Regions from separate parts of the Oryctolagus cuniculus genome. Here region 1 is linked to region 2. The links are chromatin contacts, called in public Micro-C maps. All regions are on one chromosome and are shown on one strand. Each heading gives the region's core, a stretch centred on a gene start, on an enhancer-like site or on the middle of the called end of the contact. The rest is flanking DNA. Distances are from core to core; before and after follow the strand shown. Region 1 holds the start of LOC100342463 (RH-like protein). Region 2 holds the start of MTFR1L (mitochondrial fission regulator 1 like).

The links. Hi-C and Micro-C count contacts between places; a contact is called where the count stands out from the background.
Region 1: a contact with region 2 is called in a Micro-C map of ear pinna, with 2.9 times the contacts expected there. The contact joins the promoter of LOC100342463 here to the promoter of MTFR1L in region 2. A contact is called at or near these places in 2 of 6 Hi-C or Micro-C datasets (ear pinna and an unstated tissue).

What each region holds. Positions count from the first base shown.
Region 1 is chr7:145,936,270-145,938,969 of mOryCun1.1, reverse strand. It overlaps LOC100342463 (RH-like protein), which reads right to left and starts at 1,296. Exons shown (of 10, transcript XM_051856661.2): 1 at 1,174-1,296.
Region 2 is chr7:145,596,005-145,598,704 of mOryCun1.1, reverse strand. MTFR1L (mitochondrial fission regulator 1 like) reads left to right here and starts at 1,424. Exons shown (of 7, transcript XM_017346584.3): 1 at 1,424-1,562.

The DNA of each region.
Region 1 (2,700 bases), core at 47-2,546, 340 kb before region 2:
TTGTGACTGGTGTAGGCCAGGAACAAAGCCCTCCTGCGATTGAGGGAACTGAAGCTGCGGACCGAGGTGGAACCCACATTTCCTTATTTGGAGAACAGGATGTGGTGATCTCCCTCCAGGCTGCTGAGTTGAGCTGAAGCCCAAGTGTCAATCCCAACCCCTGGCTCATCAGAAAGTCCCAGGAGCGGGGGACAAGCCTCAGTTCCTGTCTGGGCCCTGGCCTTTTGAAGGAGAGCTACTTACTTCCCTTCCTCGTCTTACTCGTCTGTAGAATGGCCAGTGCAGGTCTCCGCCGCCTCCTGACTGGAGTGGCAGGATGGGGAGCAGGGGGCTCTCCTCTTCCCCCTTAGAATCCCCGAGGGCCACGGCGGGGCTGAGCAGGGAGAGGCTGGTGCTTGGCTGCAGCCCAAAGGGCTTGGCCAGGCTGCGTAGGGAAAAGGCAGCTGGGACTGTGGGAGGGGAATAGAGGGCCATGGAGAAGGGCAGTTGCACTCTGGCCTGTTCTTGGGCTCCTGGCAAGAAGGCCATGCCCAGACAAGCGCCCGATCAACACCCCTAACATCCACAGCACGCGCCTGAGCCTCGAGGCTTGAACTTGCTCAGCTCACGCCTGGGCTCATTTGCTATACTCTGCCGACTGTGTGGCTTTGTTTTCTCTGAACCTCAGTTTTCTCATCTATAAAGTGGAGCCAATGTGACCTGTTTGAGCGGGAACACGGGGCTAGGATCATCTCCAGAGTTGATCTAGACCCGGGGGAGGCAGGTGATCCCACCGGGGACACCGTGGGTTGGTGTCGGGATCGGACGGCTCCTTCTCCGGGCCTCACTCAGACTGCACTTCCTCTGCTCCCAGCACCCAGCCCTCCGACCGCTCCGGGCCATTCCACGCCTCAGCCCTGTCAAGCTCTTATCTGATGACAGGCTAGACCCGGAGCTTCAGCAGTCTGGCACAGGTCCCCAGCGCCTTGCTCACCTGTCCTCTGGATCACTCACCTCTCCATTCCACAGGGTGCCAGGGCCCTGACCTGGACAGCAGGGGCATGGCAGGGAGTGGGAGACACCACGGAGGCGGGGGCGGGGGTCTCAGCCACTCTGGCCCTTGCAGTTATGCGCATGAGGGATACGCAGGACTGGGGTCCCCACAGGGTCTGGAGCCAGAACCTTACCACGTACCTGTCCTCCCTAGCGCATCCAGGCCTCCGGATAACTCGGGCCCCTCCTGCGTCTTCCTCCAGGAGCCAGTGTGACTCGGCAGCAGCTGTGCCTTCCTGCTGCTCCGAGCAGAGCATTCTGCCCGTATCCTTTCCCAGGGATGGGCTGGCCTTGGTGCAGCTCCAAGCTTGCAGAGTTTGCTATTCTTGACTACCCAACATTACCCTACCAACGTAGCAGAGTAGAAGCGAGGGCCAAGAAACAGGCCCAGCGTGAACAGCAGTTACTTACTGTTAGCTACTGTACACCTGGCTCAGGAAGCTCATTACCTTCCAAGCCTTCAAATCAACCCGGGGCGGGGCGGGGTGTGTGTGGGGGGGAGGCTCTGAGAGACTCAGGAACTTGCCCGATCTAGTTCAGTGGCCAAGCTGGAATTTCAACCCCGGTCTCAAAAAGCAGGACTCTTGCCATCTTTCTACAACGCATCTCCACAGGCAATGGATGCGGTTCCCAAGGACCTTTTGGTCCAGGCGGATGGCTGCACCTCAGCCAGGACACCCCATGCTAGACACAGCACCCGCAGAGACAAAGGCAGGAAGGAGGGAGACACAGCTGCAGGGGATTTAAGGACAGTGAGCAGGCCTGGGGCACTGGAAGAGGAGGGTAGGGCCGCACCCGACCGGCTCTGGACTCGGCACTAAAGAGAATGTGCTTTCTATTCCAGGCACTGGGCCACCTTTGAAGGTTTGTAAGGAGCAGAAAGGAACAGCTGGGATTCGGGTTCCTTCCGGGGTGGGTGCTGATACGGGGGTGACCATAAGGGAAAGAGGTCCACCGCGTCCATCTACTCCCCAGGAAGTTTGAAAAATGCCCTGGAAAATGAACTGCCCCCCCCCCCCCCCCCCCCGCTGGAAATCTGGTCAAGCCACGTGCTGGGATGCCCTGCAGTGACGGACGGGGCAAAACCGTGGAAAGACGCTGTGTACGCCGGAGAACAGGAGGCGGGACTTCACAGCCATTCGGCCCCTGTTCCCTGTGGTACAGTAATGTCATCCGTGGGGGAAGTGCGAGGAAGGGCAACGCAACGGGACGCCAGCAGCAGTCGTGCGGAGGCTGCGAGGCTCTCCGGCTCCTAGGCGGCATGTCCCCAGCTCCCTCTGCCAAGAATCCTGGCGGTCCTTTCTGATGGTTGCTCCGCCGTCCGTGCATGGCAGGGGCGTTAACGGGGAGAGACGCCAGTCGCCCAGCACAGCGCTACTACGGGTGGAGGGTCGCCGGCCCGGCGCCGCGGCCTCACAGGAGCCCAGCCAAGGCTCCGGTCCCCGCCCCGGGGCGGGCACGCCCCCAGTGACGAGGCGCGGCGACGGCGGCGGCGGCGGCGCCCTCACAGGTCCCGCGGACCCAACGCGGCCTGCGGACGTGGAAGCCCCGGCCGCGCCGCCCCGCACAGCCCGGCGGCCTCGCGCGACGTCGCGCGCCCCACGGCCACGCCCCCCGTGACGCAGCGCCCGGGGGCGGGAACCGCGGCGGCCCCGCCCCGCGCCTCCT
Region 2 (2,700 bases), core at 175-2,674:
GGAGCAGAAGAGGGAAGGGTTAGGTTAGGGTCTCAGCGCCCGGGCTCGGCCGCATCTACGGGGAGGCTGTGGGTCACAAACCACACTGCACAGCTGTGCCAGCCTTTCACATCTCGACCAACCAGCTACTGGCCTGGGAGCAGAAGAGTAAACGCCCAGGTTGGTGGGCTTCGTCCTCCTTCTGCAAGGGGAGCCGGGTGAGACGCCACAATTATACACCCAGGAGAGGCGGCATGAGGCTTGGACCCGGGAGGAACAAAGCATGATTTGCCGTCCTGGAAAAAGAGCTGGACTCTTCCAAGACGGATGTCCTCTGAGGCGTCTGGCCAGGACCAGCTTTGTATCTGCAAGGCTCTGCAAAGTGAAAATGCAAGACCCCCAGTGTAGAAATCATTAGTAATTTCAAGAGGGCAGCTGCAGAGCACTGAGCTGAGTGTGCGGTTCTGGAAATGGGGCTCTGTGGGACTGCACAAGCTGTTCACCCATGAAGCCGGCCCGGGCACACGGGATTCAGGCATTGGGACCAAGGGATTGCATCCCAGGAGCCGGGCACGGCCTTAGGCTGGGGTCAGAGAAGAAACGGTGGCCTAGGAACTAGGTGCCACCGAGACCAGGAGTGAGGGAGTTGGTCTGACCAGTGTGGGTCTCTCTGCCAGGGCTTCTGGGGTCTGGCCCGCCTAACCGATTTTGGAAGGTGCCGCCTGTAGGACCAGTGCAGTGGTGCAGTGGGCTGGGCCGCAGGGTGGGTTGCCCACAGCCCATAGTGCTGGGCTGTGCTGCTTCTGACCCCCTTCCCCCAGTGTGCAGCAGAGGATACCCGAGTACCTGGACACTTTCACCCGCGCGGGGGACCCACACGGAGTTTCCGGCTCCTGGTTTCCGCCTGGGCGGGCTGTGGCTCTTGCGGGCATTTGAGAAGTGAACCAGCTTCCCTCCCACTTTTTTTTTTTTTTTTTTTTTTGGGTCATTCTGCCTTTCAAATAAATAAACTTTTAAATATATATGTGTGTGTATGTATATACATATACATACACACACATATATATATGCCATGTGGCTGTGCGTCTAAGGGTGAGATAAAGGCTAAGACAGAAGAAAGCCCCAAAGACTGGGGAGCCCATTCTCTTGGGGGAGGCCCACGGACTCGAGGGCCACGCAGAGGAAGCGCCAGAGCCCGGGGTGGGGGGCAACAGACCCCGCATATTTTAAAGGCCGAGCTGGGCAGACCTCGGCTTCCGGAAGTCGAAGGCGTACAAACGTGAAAAGCAACAAAGCGACGGCGACCCGCGCCGGAAGCGACGAATCAGCACCCTCGGGGATCTCCAGGCGCTGCCTGCGGACGGGGGCGTGCCCCGCCCCGCCCCCTCATAGGCCGCGCCCCCATCCCCGCCCCCTCAGAGGCCGCGCCCCCATCCCCGCCCCCGCCCTGGGCCCGCCTGCCGAGGGCGCGCGGGGGCGCGGCTCGGTGCGCAGCTGCAAAGGATCGCTTCCGGGGGGGGCGGGTCAGCGGAAGTCGGGGCGGTTGAGGCCGGGCTGCTCGCTGAGGTAGGAGGGGCCGTGAGGTGAGTGAGTCCCGGAGCCACAGTCTGAGGTGAGCAGGGTCCGAGGGCGGCCGGAGAGACAGAGGCGCGGCCTTCCGGCCCGGCCGCAGGCGGGGTCTCGGCGCCAGGCGCTGTGCGGGGCCCGCGGCTCCTGTTCCCGCGCGACTTCTCGCGGGAGCCGCCGCCGTCCGCTTCCTTTGGCACGGGGAAGCCGAGTCCCCGAGAGGGTAGTTACTCCTCCGAGCCGAGGCCGACCGGAGGGTTCGGCCCTTCGGAGACCCGGCCACGGGGCCTGTGGGGCGCTGGGGCGCTGGGCTGCTGGGCAGGCGGCGAGGACCTGGCCGACCTTGATCCGGGCCGGCGGGGTGTTGCGGGGGCGGGGACGCGCGTCCTGGCTGGGTCCCAGCGGCGGCTTCCCCGCGCAGCTGCGTGGGGGCCTGGCGGCGAGACCCACCGCGCGGGGCTCCGACCGTCGGTGCGCGCCGCGAAGTTTGCGCCCGGGCCGGGGTGCGGAGACGGCCCTGCTTGGAGCAGCGCCGTCTCCCCGGGGGGACGCGCGTGAACGGAGCGTGACGGCGGCCTCGGAAGGGGCGGTGGGGGCGCAGCAGCGCCGACGGCCCAGCAGTGTTGCCAGCCCGCAGCCCTTGGGGCGGGGAGCTTGGAGGCCGAGCTGGCAGTCTCCGGCTCCACGGATGTTCGAGCGCTTAGTCTGTTCCGGCAGATGCCGTGCGGCCCCTCCGGGAACCGCAGTTCGCGGCGGTGCTGCAGGGAACTGGGGCGCCCCCGACCCGGGCAGGACGGACGGTGACGCTGGGGCCGAGAAGCGGGTGCTGGCGTCGCCTGCAAGGGCGCGGGAGGTGTGGCCGTGACGCGGGGGCCGCCCCGCACCGGCCTCGCGGGGCAGTCTGGGGTCCAGGTTCTATCTTGTCGTCTCTAGCCAGCCAGTTTTAATCATAGAACCGAAGTGTTTGGGAAAATGCCTGCAGCTGTTGCATCAGGCCCACCGGAGGAAGTGGCCGTAAGGATTTGAGACAGAGGCACTGGGGCGCAGATGAAAGGCTTGGACTGAGGAGTGGAGGCAGCGACACCCGGGCCAGCCCCGGGGCCCTTCCTCCTCCAGCTTCCCTTCCCCGACACCTGCTTTCCCAAGGGGGAGACC